Linked DNA regions of Mus musculus: all the other regions are linked to region 2. A link is a contact called in public promoter capture Hi-C data. All regions are on one chromosome and are shown on one strand. Each heading gives the region's core, a stretch centred on a gene start, on an enhancer-like site or on the middle of the called end of the contact. The rest is flanking DNA. Distances are from core to core; before and after follow the strand shown.

Region 1 (2,700 bases), core at 50-2,549, 2.1 Mb before region 2:
TTGCTTTTTGTTTTTTATTCTCCACCTTCAGTAGTTTTGCTTCTTTTTTGCTGGTGTTTTCCTTTTTCTCTGGTTCATCTTCTTCAATCAAAGACTTTGAGTATTTGGCCAAATTCAGATTCTGAATAAATGACTCCAGTTCACCTTGTTGAAGGTCGTCAATGGTTCCCTTTTTGCCCCCATCCACCACTTCCTCATTTTCATCCAAAGTAGCCAGCATAAGGTAATCTTGCTGTAGAAACACATTAAAAAAAAAAAAAAAAGGCCGTATTACAAACCCAGAAATTCAGTAAGAACTTCATTTTTAAAAACCATCACATATGAATTATTACACTATTATCTGGCAAACTCACAGATATCCAACAGGAAAATGTGCCAAAGATAGGTACACAATAGGGAAAAGGCTTTTGAAGAACCTTCTTCAAGATATGAAAAGATTCTCAAGCTGACAGTCACAAAATCCAGTGAAAATCGCAATGATCTAGGCACTCGTAATGCATCAGGTGAGCAAGGTTAAAGGTTTATCTGAGTGGGCAGGGGATGGCTCAGTGGGTCAAGTCTATGCCAAGGAGCCTGGTGATTTAGGTCCGATCCTCGGAAGTCACATAAAAGAGAGAATCGATTCCAAAGTTGTCCTCTGACTTCCACACGAGTGTACCAACAAACATACAACACTCCTTCCAATAATAGAAAGTACTTTATGAGGTAGTGTAGGGAGGAAGAGGCACTTTCATAAAAGGCTAATGTAAACTGGCAGGTTCTTTTAGCGACTTCAATCCAACCTTTTAACCTAGCAGATGTAGATTACACATACGGTCGTGTTCAAAACATTTGCCCACGTGGTTAGAATCCGATCGCCTACATTTTAACGAGGCATAAACCCAGGAGAAAACATGCAAGCCGAACTGTTTTTTTTCCCACTGAAGCGCGGTAACAGTAAATGCGTGGGAAGCTCTCAGAGCAGGTCGGAGGCTGGGCTGCGGGTCCCACCTTCCCGGCAGCCGTGAGCATCCCCTTCCCCAGAGCCTGCGGCCCTTACCTTTGTGCCTCCGAGGCGTAACACCTCCTCCAGGGAGAAGCCATTCTTGCCCTCATCGCCATCCTCCTCGTCTTCCTCATCCGGATCTTCTGTCACCTGTTTGGGACGCCAGGGCTGCTTGGCAAGGAACGCCACAGGTTCCTGGTCGGCCGACATGGCGGGCTGGACACGCGAGTGCAGCCCGGAGCTTACTTCCGCTTTACGGTGACGCACTTCCTATTGCGAGGGCGATTCAGGAAATACCGTTTAAACCCCGCCTCCGGGGCGGAGCCTGGCCTCGGGGTGTAGGAATGAATGCTTTGGTGAGACGCTGCGTGGCCCGCGCGGGTGAGAGTCCCCTTGCAGGATCCTGTTTCCATGGAAACCGTATGGCGCGGCTCCTTGGTCCCTCCGTTGCTCACCTGGGGCTGGAGCAGGAAGCTGGTCCACAGAGAGGCTTAGCTGTGTGGAGGGGCTTGTAGTCATGGGTTCGGTGCATGCCTTGCCTCCATCGGGTCCTGACGTTGGGGCGAAGTTAGTGATGAACGAGGCATCCTTACAAGCTTTAGGCTGCTTGCTGCGCGTGTAAATGAAATGGAGATATCTAATGCGGGCGGTGCTTAATCGTGCTTTTCAGGCCTTCCCTGTATTTGGAGAGGGAAATGCTACAGCTCCGGGAATGAGCCGGCAGAAAGCAACCAGGTGACACCGATGCTGCGGCATCTTATGTACAAAATAAAGTCTACAGGTCCCATCACTGTGGCCGAGTACATGAAGGAGGTTTTGACTAACCCAGCCAAGGTAAACGTAGGGGGAGCGTGAACCACCCAGTGTGTGTACACAGAGGAGCCCGAAGGCCTCTAGAGCCATCAGGTGTTGAGCCACCGCCGAAGTCCTTGGAATATAGTCTTATCTGTCATTTGCGTTAAAGGGCAGTGCCAAAAAAGAGGTCATGACAAATTCCTGCGGAGTTTAGGTGACAGAATGTAATTTAATTTTCCTGAGTTAAAGGAATGCTGATTTTCTAACCGGGGTTGTGGATTTCTGCTGTTTGTATAAGGGAAACGCTGTATGTATGAGGTTGACCTTGAACTTGCAGCATCTTCTTATTTACCCTCCTGAGTGCTGGGATTCTAGGTGGTCTTCACCTGCCTGGCTAAAAGAAAGCTTTGAGTCTTTCTTGAAGGTTAAGCATTATGGTAAAACTTGGGATATGAAGTTAAGACAAAGTCTTCTCCCCAGATAATTAAGCCTTGTAAGAAACGTAATTGTTGTCTTATTTAAAAAAAAAAAAAAGCACTGGATTTAGTTTTGGGTTGGGAGTCTTTGGAGAGAGAAGTCAGTGAAGACACTGTTTGAATAGACTGAATGGATGCCAGGGAGAACTAAAATGAGAAGAAAGTGAGACTTTGCATTGGTATGGAAGAGTGGGAGAGGGCAAGGAGTAGAGAGATGATCTTGTCTGCAGCCCTTCTACTTGAGTAATTGCTGTTTGGTGAGTTTTGCAAAATGACTACTACTATGTAAAATTTAGGTAAAGACTCTGTCCTTATCTTGGTTACTTCAGAAGAGAGAACTTTCTTGGTAAATACTTACTTCACTGTAAGCATTCCATAAAATTTTGGTGGAGCACTTTTGAAAGCTTTATTTGAAAATTAATCTTTTCCATTTCTCCTCTTTTA
Region 2 (2,783 bases), core at 9-2,508:
GGACATTATATAGTTATGCTTGATTTCAGAATCTGAATATCACCAACATCATTTTGTAATTGTGTAACTTGAATACATCACTGGATTCACCTGGTTAAGACTGGGTATTAGTCTTGTAGAGGAACCATGTTTGCATCCTAGCACCCACGCAGGGCAGCCCACAATCACCAGTTACTCCAGCTCCAGGGAGATGAGCTGATGGTTCACGCTTTCACTAGTATGAGAACACACACAATTAAAACCAAAACAAACAAACAAAAAAACCCAACAAACTTTAAATCCTTGATGAATGCGGAGGTTATTATTTAGATATTTAATTTAGATTAAATTTATTTAGATTAAATGCTAGTCTTGGCAACTCTCCCCACTGCACCTGCACCTCTATCATCTCCATCTGCATCTCCACCATCTCCATCTGGATCCTCACCGTGGCAGAGACTCCTTTTGTGGGCTTCGAACACTGCTCCCCAGAGGCGAACAGCTAGTTTGGTTTTAGCAAGCTTCCCCTTTCCAAGAACATGTCACACACAAAAGTCCCGACCTATCCTATTACATCCTTTCCCTGTGTTTTCAAGAACTCAGTTTGCACATCCTGGTACGTTTGGAATTTGTTCACTAGTCACTCATTGAAACGCACGGGTAGCAGGGGAGAGTTCTTGTTCTAGCTTCTGTTTACCACGTGTGTTGTGGGTGTACTGGGCATGTCTCACAGTCCTCCTACAATGTAAAACCCAAGCTTGTCAAGTAACAAGACTCAAACAAGTAAGCCCGGGAAGTATATCTGCATTTAAGGTATAAAGGAAGGATTCTAACTCTAGCTATTGCCATGTCATAGTTTCTTTTTAAGGAATCCCAGACAAAAGTGGCTTCCGCACCCCTCTGTTTAAAACTTTGGCTGTGACAGATATACAGTGACCATACTGGATAAAGAACGAAACCACCAGAGCAGCCGGTTGCTCTCAGCAGTCATCAAAGGTCCCGGATGGGGCCCACTGCACGCCAAGGATGGGGTGCTCACAAGTCCTTCCCGGGCCTGAGCCCCACGCTGGTGCCAAGAGGGGACCCGGGGCGAGCGTGGCTCCCCCCGAGCACGGTGAGCCCGACTCACCTGCGTGGCTTCCAGCCGCGCGCGCACCTCCCGCATCAAGAACGGCTCCAGGCCGCGGCCCGCGGTGCAGAAGAACCGGGCGCCGCCAGCGGGGTCAGAACCCGGGTCTGCCTGGGCTACAGCCATGGCGCTCAGGCGCGACCCCGAGACCCGGTCACGTGAGCTCGGGAGCGCGCCTGGGAGCCTTCAGTGGAACGCGCACCGGAGCGTCGCCTTTGCAGGCCCGCCCTCTATGGGGCGTCCCGGAAACTACAGCGAGCCTCCTGCAGCCAGGCATCTCTGATTGTCAAGGGTCCTGGGGATGCTGTCCTTACTGTCTTCATCTAAGACTGGGCCGAACCGGTGAACTCAGGATCAAGAGAAGAAATTCTTGTTCTCCAGCAAAATGTCTTTGTGTTCCCGACACTTGTTACATTTCTTGAATCTGGCCAATCACATAGGTAAATAATGAATGTGCCATCCAGTTTAGTCTAATCGATTTGAGCTAGTGACGGTATTTGAATGGTTTTTTTTTTTTTTAAAGAAAAACCTCTTGAGTTTTAAAATGACAAAATTTGATATAGATAGAATAAAAATCTATCTCTAATTCAACAACATTAAATTAGCTATGTAGTTCTATATTGAATCAGATATTAGAAACTGTTAGAGGAATATTTCTCCAGGTCCAGAAATGAATGCCAGTGGGTAACTGACATTCTCTTGCCCCTTAACCAGTGGTCAGCTCCTGAAGGGTTGGGGCAGTAGAGCCAAGTTCCTTATGGAGTCCCGTCACCTGAGCGTTTCCAAAGGTCAGCTCTAAGTTGTTTCATTTGGTGGCTCACCCTAGACCTGTCCCCAAAAATTAAAAATAAAAGAGGGACAACACCTGAGGAAGGATACCTGAGGTTGTCTTCTGGCCTCTATGTGTACACATGCACATGTACGCCGCACACATATTTTCCTGCATATACATACATGTGCGTGCATACACACATACATACATAGTCTGTACTAAAAAAATAGTCTCAGATGCCTTCAGATGAATTTAACTTACCCAGCTGCAATCTGCCATTTGAATATTACTTATTCAACATCGAGGAAGTTGGAAGTCAACAGAAACAATTTTAGAACGGACAGACTTTAATTCTCTTTCATGTTTGTCAGTTCTGTATATTTCTATAATAAATTTTAGTCATTTTTATCTCACCTCAAGATGCACATTTAAACTGGAGTAGCTGTGAGACATTTGCTTCACAGTTTCTCCCTGTTTTGATGTGATTGTCGATTCCCTTAATTTCAAAGGTGTTTAATGCATGCAATTGACTATCAGAATGCAGATGTTTTAGGCTGCGAAATTCCTGGGGAGATGATAGTTTCATTCATCCGGATACCATAGTCATACACAGGCTTACTCTCGGTAGGTAATAAGTTAGTTTGGTGCTGAATTGGATGCAATTCATTGGCATAAGACTAAAAGAAAGACCAACACAGGAAGTCTCTCTCAGCTAGGAAGATTGCTATAATTGCCTAGGGTGGTTAGGTTTTTTTTTCGACTTGCTTCAACTTAAAATCACTTATAGTCCTCAACCGAGGAATCAACTGGATCAGGTTGGCTTGTGCTGACGTCTCTGGAGGTTTGTCTTGCTAACTGACACAGCCCACTGTGGGTGGCACCATTCCCTAAGCCGGGAAGGAG
Region 3 (2,713 bases), core at 214-2,713, 2.0 Mb before region 2:
TTTTAGTCTTAACAGTCCTGAAATGTGAACTGCCCTGGCTTATCAAAGATGCCTCCAAACCCATATTCTCAGGCCCATGACATTTATAAACCTATCCTATGAAGCAAAACCTATTGTAACGGTTCCCGTGAGACGTTTTAAAAATAATATATTTGCAAAAACTTGAAACAACTTTCTGGCTAAACTGCTGTTTTATCCCACCCCAGATTATAACTGGGAGAGGAAATGTTCTTCTAGAGCAAATGTTACTCAGAACTGAGTCTGGCAACTTCAGGGATGCTTTCTTGAAGCAAATCCGTAGGCTTGTCTACCCGCCTGGCATTAAAAGTTTAAACTCCAGCTGAACAAAATCAAAACTGCTAAAACTGCAACATCAGGTACAGAGTAAAAGTAACTTTTTAGTGTAATAACGTTTTTCTAGGACATGGATGAAAGTATCTCAAACTGTTGCTTCATTTGTGCCTACAGGTTTTAAAGGCCCTGTCCTACAAAGTAGTACTTCATGTTGAAACTTATCCTCTTTAATCAAAGATGACACCGATAGTCATATTTCCTGTGGGGACGGGCGTGGTTGAAGGGACAGTTACATCCATGCCATCAATCTGTGTACGGAAAAGTCTGCAGGTCGCCTGTAGCCTGATTTATATTCGTGCTTGCTGACAGCACGGCCTATACTTCTGATTTCGACGATGTGAACTAAAATACCCGACACGCAATCAAGTAATGTCGTGTGTGCTCATTATTATTATTATTATTATTACTATTTTATTGCTCCACACTCGCGGATGTTTCAACTCAGGGCGAAGCTCCCCCAGGGAATGAGAACGACTTGGAGCGAGGCTGCAACAGGCAAGCCTAAAGGCAGTCAGGAAACTGGGGTCACTATCCTCCAAACCCCGGATACTCGCCCCTTCCAGCCCCAGGACCAGGAAAAGTGCAGCAAAGAACCGGGAAGGCTCACTGCACCGTGCCGCCGGCGGCAGGATTAGTTGGCGGGGCTCGGGAGAAAGCGGGTCCCCGAGGGCCAGGGCGCGGTGGGTCACCAGCAGCAGCCGCGCGACTCCAACTTGGCCTCGGCGCGGACCGCGGAACTTGGCCGCGCCGGCGCCCCCGGCCGCCCGCGGAGCACCGCCCCGACTTCCCGCCCAGCCGCGGCCGCCGCCCAGCCCCGCGCGGGTCCGAGTCCCGCCGCCGTCGCCGCGGCCGCCGCATGCGGTGGGGGAGGGGCCGCGCCACCTCAGCCCGACGGGTCGGGAGAACAAAGCGGCAGCGGCGGCGGCGGCGCGAACTTTTTTCGGTGTCTGCTCCGCGCTCCCTCCAGCGACTACTTACAGAGGCGGGCTCGGCTGTTCTGGAGAAAGTCGGCGCGCGCCAGCGTCCGCGTCCCGGAGCAGGAGCCAGCGAGGCTTCACGCGCCTCGCACGAACCCGCCCGCCCGCGCCCCTTCCTCCTGCCCTCCCTCCCGTCCCGTCTCGAGGCCGGAGGGCGGGGGGCCGGGGCGCGCGGGCGGGGGCGCGCGGCCCGCGCGGGGCCTGCCGGGAGCTGTAGTTCCCCGCCGCGCGCGGTTGGTGGGTCTGGCTCCGAGGGGGCGCGCGGAGGCTCTGCAAACCCGCAGAGGTCCCCACCGGGCGCTCGGAGCGCGGGCTTGAGCGCGACTGGAAGGACGCGCTGTACTCGAACCTCTCACTTTGCTGTCCCCCTAGGCGGGCGCTGGCAGTCGGTGACAAGAGGTGACCACCTGAACGCAGCGTCCAGAGTGGAGGACCCTCCTTTCCAAAGTTGTCCCTTTCGGCGTTCCCGGGGGCAGCTGTCACCCAACACCCAGAGCTACACAGACACAGTCCTTCACCGGCGCCACAGCAAAACTTGGAGACGCCGCTTGCACGTGCCTGTGTTTCCTCTTGTGCACCTTAACACTGGTGCGTTGCCCTCTCTACCAAAAGAGCGGTCGACAGTCATGGAACCTCAGAGAGAAGAAGCCCTGTGTGTTAAATTATAAATAGTTGATGAAAGAGAAACATCTGCGCGGTACAGTCACTGACACAAAAACTAGATAGTTCTTCCACGTCGACGTTTTATATCTTCAAAGTAAAATATATTGTCATAAAGGCCACTCGTCTGGATGCAGAAAGCGGGGTGGGGGGCAGCTTTTGAGAACATAGGGGAGAATTAATCTGGGTACAGAATCTGTAATATTAATGGATAGTCCTGGATTTGAAATAAGTGAGACCTCTCCCTGCCCCCCCAGGGATAGAAATGGGAGACCGAACCCACTCACAAGGTCACTGAAGAGCTAAAGCACTGACCATACTACTAGCTGCAGCCTCGTCTCCTAGGGAGTGAGGCTTTTAAAACAAAACTGTGTATAATCTTTTTCTACAGGGAGCGTTAAGGGGTGGGAGGACATTTCGGACATTTCTCTGGAATCGGAAACTGCCAACATCCACTAAAATCTAAATCTGATTACATCTTTGTTCTTAAAGTCTTACCCAGACACCACTCACACTAATGCAGGCAACCCTAACTAAACAAAAAAGGTGTCAAAGGAAAGGGCCCAGTTCAGAAGGGGCTCAATTGAGTAGGGTATGGGTTGTGAATATGATCAAAATGGTGGTGGTGGAGGGCAGGGAGCGAGGGAGGGAGGAGAGGGAGAGAGACAGAGACTCTTTAAATATATTTTGTGATTCTTTTACTTTAAGATTAAAAGCAGATT
Region 4 (2,740 bases), core at 26-2,525, 2.3 Mb after region 2:
ACAATCCTTTCAACCATTTAATTCTGTCAATTCTTTTCATGGCAGTTGTTGTTCCCCATTTCTTCTCTCCTTACTTCAATTTGTTCCTTGTAACCTACAACTCTATTAACAGACATTCTTATTTTTTTCCTAACCCAGCTACTTTAAAAGGTATATCTAATTTAGTCTCTGAGACACCTTACAGTTTTTTGTTACTCTAATCTGCACATCGACCTAGAAGGGACCTAAACTATTCAAATGTCTTTGTAAGGAAAGAGGATAAAATCAGAGGGTTGAGAGCTGGAGAGATATAGCTCAGCGGTTAAGAGCCCTGACTGCTCTTCCAGAGGTCCTGAGTTCAATTCCCCGCAACCACATGGTGACTCACAACCATCTGTAACCGGGTGACAGTGTACCCATATAAATTTAAAAAAAATCTTTAAAAAATAAAATAATAATAATAAAAGATTAGAGGGTTGAAGAAGATGGGATGAGTTTTGGTTGTGCTTGTGCATGCGTGTGCCAGAGGTCAGCCTCAGGTACAGTCTAGCACTTGAATTTGCAAATAAATTAAAGCAAGGCCTAAATTTAGTTAGGTGACTTCATAGATTTGAGCCTAGAACTAAGGTTTATTTAAAAACTAATAGTCTGTGCTATAGTTTCCTGATAGGCTATCCGGTGGCTTTGTGCCCTGATGGGAAGAACAAAAGGAGAGTAAGCCAAGCCAGTCTTTTACGTGCACTTTCCTCATAAGACTTGGGTAAGACGAACTCTTTTCATCCAGCATTAACATTGTTTGCTTGTGCTCTGTCCTAGAACCTGCGGTTGTGGCAGACATGGCCTCAGGCTGGTCAAAAAGTCTTGTCTCTACCTAGAATTCTCACTGACTAGAGGAGAGGGGAACCCCAAGAAGGGGAATCTTTCCTCTCACTCGTTAGCCTCCTCGTTACCTCCCTTCAAAAGAACTCTAGAACTGTGCTCCGCGGGCTTCCCAGAGGGAAAGAATCCCACAGTGCAGGTCAGCTTTCTAGCAGCAGGACACCCACGAGCCCCGTCCACTCAGACCCAGTTTCGGGCTGGAGAATCCTGGTGGCGAAACCGGGCCAGGAACACAAGAGCAGCCAATAGCCTCCTAACTCTCAAGAGTTCTCTGCGGCTGCGGAGGCAGGGCAGAGAGGGAGGGGCGTGTCGCGGGAAGCCCCGCCCCGTTCCGTCACGTGGGGCGGGATCGGAAGCGTGACGGCGTGCGCGGGGGCGGAGCCGTGGCTGCGCGCGGGCGCGGGGGCGGGGCGCGGCGCGGCGCGGCGCGGCGCTCACGGCTGCGGCTTAGGAGAGAGAGAGAGAGAGGGAGAGAGGCCGGGCAGGCGGCGGGCGGCGCGGCTCTCAACCTGATTGACCGACTGACCCTCGGGGCTGACGGGCTGACCGGCGGACGGCGGCGGCGGGAGTCGGAAGCCGCGCCGGGCGACGCTGAGAACCGGCGGGTCAGGTCCCGCGGCCGCCGCACGGTCGGGGCGCTGAATGAAGCGCCCGCCCCGCTGAGCCCCGAGCCCGGCGCGGTCCCCGCAAGATGGACGGTTTCGCCGGCAGCCTCGGTGAGTCCGGCCGCGGGCTCGCGCCCCTCGTACGTAACCCGGGACCCCGGCTTCCTGCGCGCGCGCGCGCCGCGGGCCCTGCTCCCCGGGCTGCCCCTGCGGGTGGCCGCCGCTCCCGGCACATGGTCCCCGCGAGGCTGCAGCCCCGCCGCCGCCTCCGGGACGGGCGGCCCCTCCCCCCATGCAGCCCTCGCCTCCAGACCCTCCCTTCTTCCCAGAGCCCCCTTCAGTGCGGGGGCCCTCCTTCCCCTCAACGACCCTCCAGCCGCTGCTACGTCCCTCCCGGTACACTTAGCACCTTCTTCTGACCCCCCCACCCCGTTAAAGTCAGGGCACCCCTTCATCAAATACAGACTCTCCCTCAGAGTACATCTCTCCACTTAAACGGAATGATAGGCAAGATTGGGGCAGCCTTTCCGGAGGGAGTAGGAATCCCCAGTCCCACTTCTGGATTGGAGTCACCCCTTTCAGTCTTTATATTTGAAGATTTATTAAGTAGCCCTCAGTAACTGACAGCTTCCCTCCACTTCCCTGAACGTTTTGCAGTGGTGGAGAGCATTATCATCTACTCAATACAGGGAAGGAAGAGGCGCATCTGTGTTGGGGGACCCTCTTTAAGAGTGAAAGCAGAAGTATGCTCTCCATGCGTGCTGGAGAGAAGTAATCCTGCCCAATGAACCCATAAGAGGGGGCCTCAATCGGAAAAGAAAGGATTCTCCATTTTTGGAATATGCTGTCTTTGTGGAATGGAGAGAAAGGGATAGGGTATCCTGTTGGCTGAAGTGTTTTCTCAGTGTTCCATTTAACCAGAGTACAGGTGCTAAATGTTGTGACTGACTTGAGGAACAGAACTCCAGGGTAACCAGTACCTGTGTCTGGAATGGCTATTCTTTGAGGCCACTGGAATCCAGTTACTGTAGAGATTTCAGTGTTACGGTGAGAGAAACGATTCTGTTTTTGCTGATACTGCGGTTATGTGATACCAGCGACTGGGTTTGATTTGTATATTTGACTAGTTTATGTGGTAGTAGCGTGTATAGTCGGATGCTTTTCTTTTTCCATTTCGTGATAATAAATCTCTAGTTAGTTAATGTTCACTGATCAGCAAACCATCTGGCACTAAGCCATATTTTAATCTGCCCACACAAGATTGGGATTAGATGGAT
Region 5 (2,700 bases), core at 43-2,542, 2.1 Mb after region 2:
AAACAAAACAGGCTTGGGCATACATAAATGCAGATGTCTATGCAGGGATCGGAGTGGGGGAGATAACCCACGGGAAAGTCAGAAACTAGAGCTGACGAGGAGACAGGGAAGGATGCTTAGAGGATGCAAAAAGTTTCAGTCAAACAGAGTGGACAGCTGGAAGATGGATTCTGGACGGAGCCAAACAGCCTGGGATGTACAAACTTGGAAGAACCAAAGCCTTGCAAATCCTCTGCCAGGGGAAGACTGTGACTCTAGCCCAGAGTTCACCTCTGTCATCACAGGATACCAATTCTCTTGTGTCTCTTCCACACTCCTGGCCGATCCCCCACTCTAGACTAACCCACCTCTTATCTATGACAGTTCCTCACATACCTAGCTCCCCAGCATATGTGAACACAATTCTGTTCTGACAGGCAACTTATGCTCTGCACAAAACAGTGGCTCTACTGTTTACATTTGACGTCATTTACATCTTGTCTGCTGAAACACATCTGCCTCTCTCCTTTCTTTAGTTTGGTTACTAGAATGTCAAATTCGGGCAATTTAAGACACCAAGCGCATTGCTTTTCTTCAGGACAGCAACCAGAACAAAAGCTTGCCATCCGAGGATTTGTTGTTACTATGGTAACCGTACCCAAATGTGACTGCACCTGAGTGGGGTCAAGGTCTATCACGGTTTGGATCCGGTTGACCGATTGCTCTGCCCTCTCTCCTGGGCATCATATTTTGAGCTAGTAACTCTAGTGGAGATACAGAAAGAAAATGTAACTAGTTTCCTAATGGCCGAAACCAGGGAGCTTAGTAACTATAAATTGGCAGAAATGAAATTTTCCACCCCTTGGGAAGCCAGCATGATGCCAGACAGAGTGGTACACACTTCTAATTTCAGCCGTCAGGAGGCTGAGGCAAAAGAATTAAGAGTTCAAGGCAAGCCTGGGTTGGTCGCAAAAGAAAAGAAAATAGGCTGGCACGAGGTGAAGGATGCTTCATTAGCCTTGTCAAAGGAGCGACACAAATACATCGTGGAGATGTCTGGCTCAGTGGTCATTGTAAAAGCGAAAGGTGTTGAAGGGTGCTGGCCTAAAGTGAGTTAAGTAAGGGGGACTGAGCAGCCTGCCCCAAGTCTGGCTCTCTGCGGTGTGGGAGAAGGAGGGGCCAATTGAAGGTTTACGGCAGAGACTCGACCGCCTTGCCACCCCCTAGGGCTGTATTTAGTAACTTGCACTCTACTCCATTAACTGTGCTTGGGTTCCAAGCCCTCCCCCAACCCTCGCAGCTCCATCCCTTCCCCCACCTCCTGACTGAGCCGAGAGCCTTGGAAGGGAATGAGAACGCTGAGAGCTTGAGAGTGTGGAGTCGGGGGAAGAGCTTGGAACCGAAAGCTCTCGGAGCCTCTCCCCGCGGCCCCATCCTGGCTGATAAGCAAAGCGAACTGACAAGTGATTGGAAACAGGAGTTCCCAGGCCCTTTAACCCTTCCCTGCCTTTGCCCGGTGTACTGATTCCCTAAAGGCTTTCAGGCCCACTCCCTGGCAGTCGCCCCTACCACCACCACCAACCAACCAACGTTTCTGTCTAGCTCCCTTTGTTCTGGTGGTTCCCTCAAAGCTGTCCTTCTGCCTGAGCAATATTGCCACCCCCACAAGAGACGCCGCTCCTCCAGCCATTGGACTATGCCTCAAGTCAGAAGATCACCGCTTTAACCAGCCTCTACCGAGCTCACTTTTTTTTTTTTTTTTTTTTTTTGGTTTTACGAGACAGGGTTTCTCTGTTATATCCCTGGCTGTCCTGGAACTCATTTTGTAGACTAGGCTGTCCATGAACTCAGAAATCCGCCTGCCTCTGCCTCCTGAGTGCTCACTTAACCAAACGACCAAGTGGCACGAGTCCCAGTCTGCACTTCGGGTTGCTGGTGGAGAGTGTGGTTGAGTTCCAGTCACATCTACCCGAGCTGCTCTGCTGCCCTGACTGGCTGTGCAGAGCCGCAAGGATCTTCAAGCCAGATCTTCCTTTGCTGAGTTGGCCCAAAGGCCCTTCACACATTCACCAAATGTTGCAAGCATCCTAAAGGGGCAGATGACAAAGGATATCTGCCCCCTGAAGTGACCAGAGCAGCTAAAGCTGAGAGTCAGGCAGCTCCGTTTACCACAGGGTGGGAAGGCTTTGGGATGAAACCCAGAGGTTTACTAACCACAGTAATTAAGATTAAAAGAGGCTTCCTTCAGTAGAATGGAATTCAGATAAACTGCCATTATCAGGTAAAGCAGCTTTGCCCCTAAAAGCCCTTACCTAAACAGGCAGTTTAATGAAAAATCCCTAATCTCTGGCCACATCTGACCCCTTCCCTCCCCCCGCTGCTATCTTCCTCCTTACCACCTGTCCACGTCAAGATTCTAGTAAGACCAAAAGCCCATATGCTTACAAAGCACAGCAAAACTTAGTGGTGGCAGTGGTGGAGGCGGTTCAGACCGTCCTGACTAAGGTGCTGAGTGTCATTCATGGAATGTCCCTGGTGGTGGTGTCTCTGGCAAGAACAATGGTAGCAAAGGTGAGAAAGGGTTAGGTCTGACCTTGAGCAATGGTGTGTGCCCTGCACCACCCACCCAAGGCCTGACTTCAGGCCACATGGGGAACTTATTTACAACCTGAAAGTCACAGGCAGGGTCCCTAGGCAGTGTGCTGCATCTCTAACAGTCTT
Region 6 (2,700 bases), core at 16-2,515, 2.2 Mb after region 2:
AGACCTCTTGAGGGAAAACCCCTCCTTCCTAGAAAGCCCCTCAGAAAGGCGGCTCTGGATTCTTTCTCCAGCCCCTAAATTTTACCCCATATGCCGTCGCTCCAGCCGAATCCACGGCACTGCAGGAAGAGAGATAACTTTTTCCTGCCCAGAGCAAAGCAGGAGGGAGCCTGAGGAAGTGAGACGACCTCGGTGGACAGTTTCAGTGCCCTAGGGAAGTGGAGAGCCACGAGGGGGAGGGGCGGCAGCTTATCTCGCAGGAGGGGGGAGCTCACTCCAAACAGCTAATGCACTGGCGTGTGAAAGCCCCTCAATTAGCACTAATGATGCAATCAGGGAGGGAGGAGGAGGGACCAGAAGTTCTGATGGAGTCAGCACTAACACACAGGGCACACACTCACTCCCATCCTAGAGACACAGTAGCCCCTCGGGACATGCGGATGCACACATTCCACAGACAGATGTGCGTGGACACTAATGCACTCGCTGTATACGGTTCCGACCCCCTACTGGCGGGTCAAAGATCGAGGTTCTCGGGGATGGGGATGGAGCTGTGTTGTCGAGATGTGGGGATTCGGGAACCAGGAAAATCAGAAAGTCCTGGTAGAAGACAGTTGAAAAAAAAAAAGAATTCTTCCGAAACCTCCTGATTAACTCTGAGACCACAGTCCCCACCCCTCGCGCTCTCGCAGGTGCGGGGCAGCCTCCCCAGTGCGCCGCCCTTCATCACACCCTGAACCCGGGCTGTCCCAGAGCAGCCTCACCCGCAGAAGGAGGAACCCCTGCGCACTGCACTGCAGCCCCGACTCCCCACCTCCCCCAGGAGGCAGCGTGTACCCCTGAGATCCCCGCACCCGGGCCTTGGCGGCTTGCCCCTTGGAGCCCGTTACCCGCCGGCCTCGCCCCTCCAACTCCCCGCACCAGGTCGGCCAGCTCCGCTTTCGGCCTCCGGGTCCCGTTATCCAGCCTGGCCTCGGGCTTGGAAGCCCTGCGCGCGGCCGCCCCCTCCCCCTCCCCCGCTCCCCAACCCGAGCTCGGGGGGCCGCGCGCCGGGCAGGGCCGGAGCCGCCTCCGCGCCGCTTCCCAGGCCCGGCTGGCCGCGGGAGGAGGTCCCGCTGTCAGTCAGCGGGGAAGGCCGGCCCGGGCGGCCAGAGGGGGCGGCGCCGAGGACTGGCTCGGCCGGGCGCGGGGAGGCGCTGGCGGAGGGGCGGGCGCGGGGGTGGCTCCGGGCCTTATAAGCGGCGGGGGCAGGGCGGGAGGGAGGCAAGTGTCAGGCCGATGTGCCGCCCGCCGGGGGCCGGGGTCGGGGCTGCCCGGGCCATGCGCGCGGGCTGGGCAGGGGGCCGGCGCGGCGCGAAGCCGAGTCGCCTCGGAGCCTGAGCCGCCCGGGGCCGGGGCCGGGGCCGGGGCCGGGGAGCGGCGCGCGGCCGGCCGGGGGGAGGGGAGCGATGCGGCGCCGGCGGGCGGCCGTGGCCGCTGGTTTCTGCGCCTCCTTCCTGCTGGGCTCCGTCCTCAACGTGCTCTTCGCACCGGGCTCGGAGCCTCCGCGGCCAGGCCAGTCCCCGGGGTCCTCGGCAGCCCCGGGCCCGGGCCGTCGCGGGGGCCGTGGGGAGCTGGCCCGGCAGATCCGGGAGCGCTACGAGGAGGTGCAGCGCTATTCCCGCGGGGGGCCGGGGCCGGGAGCGGGCCGGCCAGAGCGGCGGCGCCTGATGGACCTGGCTCCGGGCGGGCCGGGCCTGCAGCGTCCCCGGCCCCCGCGGGTCCGGTCCCCGCCCGACGGCGCTCCGGGCTGGCCCCCTGCTCCCGGCCCGGGCTCCCCCGGCCCGGGCCCGCGCCTAGGCTGCGCCGCGCTCCGCAACGTGTCTGGCGCGCAGTACGTGGGCTCAGGCTACACTAAGGCTGTGTACCGGGTCCGCCTGCCCGGCGGCGCCGCGGTGGCGCTTAAAGCAGTGGACTTCAGCGGCCACGATCTGGGCAGCTGCGTGCGCGAGTTCGGGGCGCGAAGGGGCTGCTATCGCCTGGCGGCCCACAAGCTGCTCAAAGAGATGGTGCTGCTGGAGCGGCTGCGGCACCCCAACGTGCTGCAGGTACGACAGTGGGGTTCCGGGATGAGGGGGCTGGCTGGCCACTCTGAAAGACTCCTTGGTCTTACGGAGTAAATAAGTCTCAGGGCGTCCAAGACTGCCCAGTTGCAGCTAGGTGCAGAACCCAGATTAGGGAACCACACTCAGCACCACCCTGCCGGGGTCTCTCACCCTTTGGGTAGAACCCTGTACCAGCTTAAACGCATCCCGTAAAGACAGAGGCAAGGACCAGAAGGGTCCCAAGCTGGTGATAAGGCAGTGATTAGGAGTTGTGACCACAGAGGACCCTGCTGCTGGCTAAAGCTGGTGGAGTATTATCTCCAGTCATAGTGACCTCAGGTCCAACTCCAACATCCAGCTTCAGTCAGCTCCCAGATGCAGAAATAGGATCCCCCATATTGGTAGAGCCTGAACCATACTTTTTTCAAAGTCCAGCGACACGTCTGGCTTTGGAGGTGATGTTAAGCCTCAGTGGGTATGGGAGGGGCCCAAAAGGAGACCATGGATCTGACTTGATCTTCAGGGAGACCCTCATTTCTCACTGGGCTCACAGGCCATTGAAAGGGATAAAAGAGGCCAGAAAATACACAGCCTTTCCCAGAAGTGACCACAGGCT
Region 7 (2,700 bases), core at 36-2,535, 2.3 Mb after region 2:
ATCCAGGCGCCCCAACTGGATTGCAAAAGACACACCCATCGGCCCACAGACAGACAGCGCTGCCCAGAACCCGTGAGACACCTTGGGAAGCTGCCCACGTTCTTGGAGACCTCCCTGTTAAAGCTGTCTTTGTACAAGGCGGACTATTGAACCCCCGGCCTGGCGATGCAGGGCTATTGCACAGAACTGGAAGGGGGCGGGTGTTTTTTTTGATGAGAGATTCGTTGCAGAAAATTTGTCCTCCGCTTTGTTGCAGGGCTAGCCGCCAGTTCTTCCCCGGGTGGCAGCAGGCAGGGCCGACTGAGCAGGCACGCAAAGGCGCTGGGAAAGCTTTGATGTCAACAGAGGTAGGCAGGGCAGGCCCCGGTGGAAAACTGTGAAGTCAGCAGTTATCTCTGGCACTCCTCCCTTCCCTTGGCTTCCCATTTCTCCACCCATTTCCCCCCTCTCCGCTTCCAACTTCTCATTTCCCAGAGGGACCCTGGAATATATGAAAACCCGCTGTCACCAGATCGGAGCGGCCCCTCCCCACCCCCCCTTCCAGGCTCCAACTATCACAGTCTGCTCTCTCCCCAAATCTAAAACAAACAAAGACACAAAGGCACGAGGTCCAGGTTCCATACATTTCCTAAGAAAAACCAATGCAGAAACCCTGCCCTTGATGCGCCCACAGTTAACCAACCCGCTGAGGAGTTTGAGGGCTTCAAGTTTGAAGTGGTCTCTTTCTGTCTCCTGGGCTTTAGAAGGAGTCCAAAGTGCCTCACACCAACACAGCTGCTTGGTGTATGGCTCAAATTTAAGCCACAAATTATAAAATGATAAATTCGCTGCTCAAGTCTCTTCCAGGAAAGACCATGTTGTCAAGATAAAGTTACAACCTCGTGGACGTAGGGGCCCATCTCACTGCTGACTAATCCTCACACTCATTTTCCTGCCTGAGAATTTTTCCCCCTTTATTTTCTCTGTGTCTGCCCGAGTGACCTCGAGCAGGGCGATCTTCAGGGGCTGCTCAGCCCTGGAGCTCCGAGCTTCGTTATATAATGGCTGCTTTCGTTTTGTGAGTAGGGAAGTTTAAGAAACATCTTTGTTCTTGGGCACTTCATGGCCCAAGAACAGTCCGAAAGGCCTTGCATGGGCAGCTGCGAGCACTTCAAACAACGGGCTGGAATGTGAAGTCTGTAGTAAAACAGAGCTGTTTAAGGAATTTGGGTCCTAAAGTACCTAGTCTGTGATCTGTGAAGATTGCAACATGAGTTCACTGTACTTTGGAATTCTCTTACAAGGTCTGTTCTGGTGACAGAATGGGACAAGGAATTAGGCCACATGCATGCCTTGTAATGAGTTCACTGCTGGAGCTTAGGCAAATACAAGGAGAGATGTCCAAGGCTGGCCCTCCTTACAGGCTCAGTCACACGGGCCTTTTGACCACCTGGGGCTGCAGGAAGCTGCCTCACCGTGCTTCCAGCGCTTCAGTTACACAACCGTGACCGTGTGTCTCCCAGGTCACCCTAGCCGAGAGGTCCAATGTGGTCATGAGTCATAACCACTTCAGCGTTTTCTCCTAGACTCCAGTCCTGTTGATTTACACTTTAGATATTCCGTCCTCCCTCCCTGGGGGTCCTTGGGTCCTGGGTGGTAGGCAGTTAGTGCTCTCCCGTGTCACTCCGCGTTGCCACGCATCCCACCCACTCTAGGCGCCACCGCAGCTGCTCCTGTTTCTGCTTTTCCTGAAGTCAGCCCCGCTGTCATTACGGCTGCTTTTTCTGGGATCCTTCAAATTGTGGAGAGAGTTCTTTTCCTGTGATTATAGCTCTTTCTTCCAATTTTGACTAGTCTGGCGTCTCTGTGATTATAGTTCATTAGGATTCCCAAAGCTAGAGAGAGAACTTTTTTAACGCTATCTTGTTTGTATTTTTTAAAATAACACTTATTATACTTTTTTTCCCAGAGAGCTATTAAAAAAAAAAAAAAACCCTCAGTAGTGGTTCTCAGTCTCATGGTCTCAATAGCCCTTAGCAGCATTTTCAGAAATAAAAGTAATATACACGTTGGGTAAATACTAAAACAGTAGACAAAAGGGGGTAGGTAAAGAGAATCAAGGTTTCCTCATTTTCAATATACTCCAAAAGCATATCTGTAGTGACTGGTTTTTATATATTGTTATTAATATAGTTTGTTATGTCCTCTTAAAAATTTACAGGAGATTTTGCTATATTCATGTTCTGCATTGCATTTTCCATCCAAAATACCACGCATCAAAGATCTCCTCCCTTCCTTTAATGACCTTGTCTTTCTTGGAGGAGAACGGACTTTCCACGGGAGAATCGCTCAGCATCACTCCCGGACCGCTCAGCATCGCTCCGGGGCCGCTCAGCATCATTCCAGGGCTGCTCAGCATCATTCCAGGGGCCCTAACGGTCCCTTTCCTTCCCTGGGCTGAGCATCATCTATCTGATTATTAAACTCAGGAGGACAAACTGTGTGCATTAAAATCAACTCTGCTCTTAAGATCCAGTCGTCTTGGGGGATCCCTCTGCTCCCTGAGAAGTGCCTGGACTGGTGCCACTCATGCACCTCTGGGTTTCAGCAGGAGGAAGTCTGTTTCTCCCTGCTTACTAGGAAAGAGCCTACAGTGCGGCATCTAATCGAAGCCTCATCTGATGTTCCTTTTGTCTTGTTTTGTTCAGAATCTCAGCAGGT

Evidence for each region. Promoter capture Hi-C pulls out the DNA fragments that hold promoters and counts their contacts.
Region 1: a promoter capture Hi-C map of liver shows a contact between it and region 2, with 2.2 times the contacts expected there. The contact joins the promoter of Ndufaf7 here to the promoter of Thumpd2 in region 2. A contact is called at or near these places in 2 of 39 promoter capture datasets (liver and pre-B cells).
Region 3: a promoter capture Hi-C map of pre-B cells shows a contact between it and region 2, with 5 times the contacts expected there. The contact joins the promoter of Prkd3 here to the promoter of Thumpd2 in region 2. A contact is called at or near these places in 2 of 39 promoter capture datasets (liver and pre-B cells).
Region 4: a contact with region 2 is called in a promoter capture Hi-C map of embryonic stem cells, with 6 times the contacts expected there. The contact joins the promoter of Eml4 here to the promoter of Thumpd2 in region 2. A contact is called at or near these places in 2 of 39 promoter capture datasets (embryonic stem cells and hippocampal neurons), 1 of 115 datasets of contacts at active chromatin or transcription factors (astrocytes) and 1 of 9 other capture datasets (embryonic stem cells).
Region 5: a contact with region 2 is called in a promoter capture Hi-C map of hippocampal neurons, with 8 times the contacts expected there. The contact joins the enhancer-like site here to the promoter of Thumpd2 in region 2. A contact is called at or near these places in 6 of 39 promoter capture datasets (the 3T3-L1 cell line, cranial neural crest, embryonic stem cells and 2 more) and 1 of 9 other capture datasets (embryonic stem cells).
Region 6: a contact with region 2 is called in a promoter capture Hi-C map of embryonic stem cells, with 8 times the contacts expected there. The contact joins the promoter of Pkdcc here to the promoter of Thumpd2 in region 2. A contact is called at or near these places in 12 of 39 promoter capture datasets (the 3T3-L1 cell line, 3T3-L1-derived adipocytes, cranial neural crest and 7 more), 1 of 15 datasets of contacts at CTCF or cohesin (large pre-B cells), 1 of 484 Hi-C or Micro-C datasets (embryonic stem cells) and 2 of 115 datasets of contacts at active chromatin or transcription factors (embryonic forebrain and embryonic stem cells).
Region 7: a promoter capture Hi-C map of hippocampal neurons shows a contact between it and region 2, with 5 times the contacts expected there. The contact joins the enhancer-like site here to the promoter of Thumpd2 in region 2. A contact is called at or near these places in 3 of 39 promoter capture datasets (the 3T3-L1 cell line, embryonic stem cells and hippocampal neurons) and 1 of 115 datasets of contacts at active chromatin or transcription factors (extraembryonic endoderm stem cells).

The regions. Positions count from the first base shown.
Region 1 is chr17:78,935,836-78,938,535 of GRCm38.p6, forward strand. Ndufaf7 (NADH:ubiquinone oxidoreductase complex assembly factor 7) reads left to right here and starts at 1,300. Exons shown (of 10, transcript NM_028611.3): 1 at 1,300-1,366; 2 at 1,656-1,819. The coding sequence starts at 1,330. It overlaps Cebpz (CCAAT/enhancer binding protein zeta), which reads right to left and starts at 1,235. Exons shown (of 16, transcript NM_001024806.2): 1 at 1,040-1,235; 2 at 1-232. The coding sequence starts at 1,195.
Region 2 is chr17:81,063,827-81,066,609 of GRCm38.p6, forward strand. Thumpd2 (THUMP domain containing 2) reads right to left here and starts at 1,259. Exons shown (of 10, transcript NM_028138.1): 1 at 1,109-1,259. The coding sequence starts at 1,234.
Region 3 is chr17:79,019,353-79,022,065 of GRCm38.p6, forward strand. Prkd3 (protein kinase D3) reads right to left here and starts at 1,464. Exons shown (of 19, transcript NM_001171004.1): 1 at 1,333-1,464.
Region 4 is chr17:83,349,666-83,352,405 of GRCm38.p6, forward strand. Eml4 (echinoderm microtubule associated protein like 4) reads left to right here and starts at 1,276. Exons shown (of 23, transcript NM_001379374.1): 1 at 1,276-1,574. The coding sequence starts at 1,550.
Region 5 is chr17:83,121,794-83,124,493 of GRCm38.p6, forward strand. No RefSeq gene overlaps it. Among named protein-coding and RNA genes, the nearest start is that of Gm41631, 5.2 kb to the right of the region's middle. Within about 2 kb of position 1,293, at least 92 of the 459 cell types and tissues checked have an H3K27ac peak or open chromatin away from gene starts, as enhancers often do. A contact at or near this core is called in hippocampal neurons, where this site is marked.
Region 6 is chr17:83,214,018-83,216,717 of GRCm38.p6, forward strand. It overlaps Pkdcc (protein kinase domain containing, cytoplasmic), which reads left to right and starts at 1,266. Exons shown (of 7, transcript NM_134117.2): 1 at 1,266-2,087. The coding sequence starts at 1,449. It overlaps Gm34686 (a long non-coding RNA gene), which reads right to left and starts at 1,117. Exons shown (of 3, transcript XR_001782234.2): 1 at 1-1,117.
Region 7 is chr17:83,322,741-83,325,440 of GRCm38.p6, forward strand. No RefSeq gene overlaps it. Among named protein-coding and RNA genes, the nearest start is that of Eml4, 27 kb to the right of the region's middle. Within about 2 kb of position 1,286, at least 147 of the 459 cell types and tissues checked have an H3K27ac peak or open chromatin away from gene starts, as enhancers often do. A contact at or near this core is called in extraembryonic endoderm stem cells and hippocampal neurons, where this site is marked.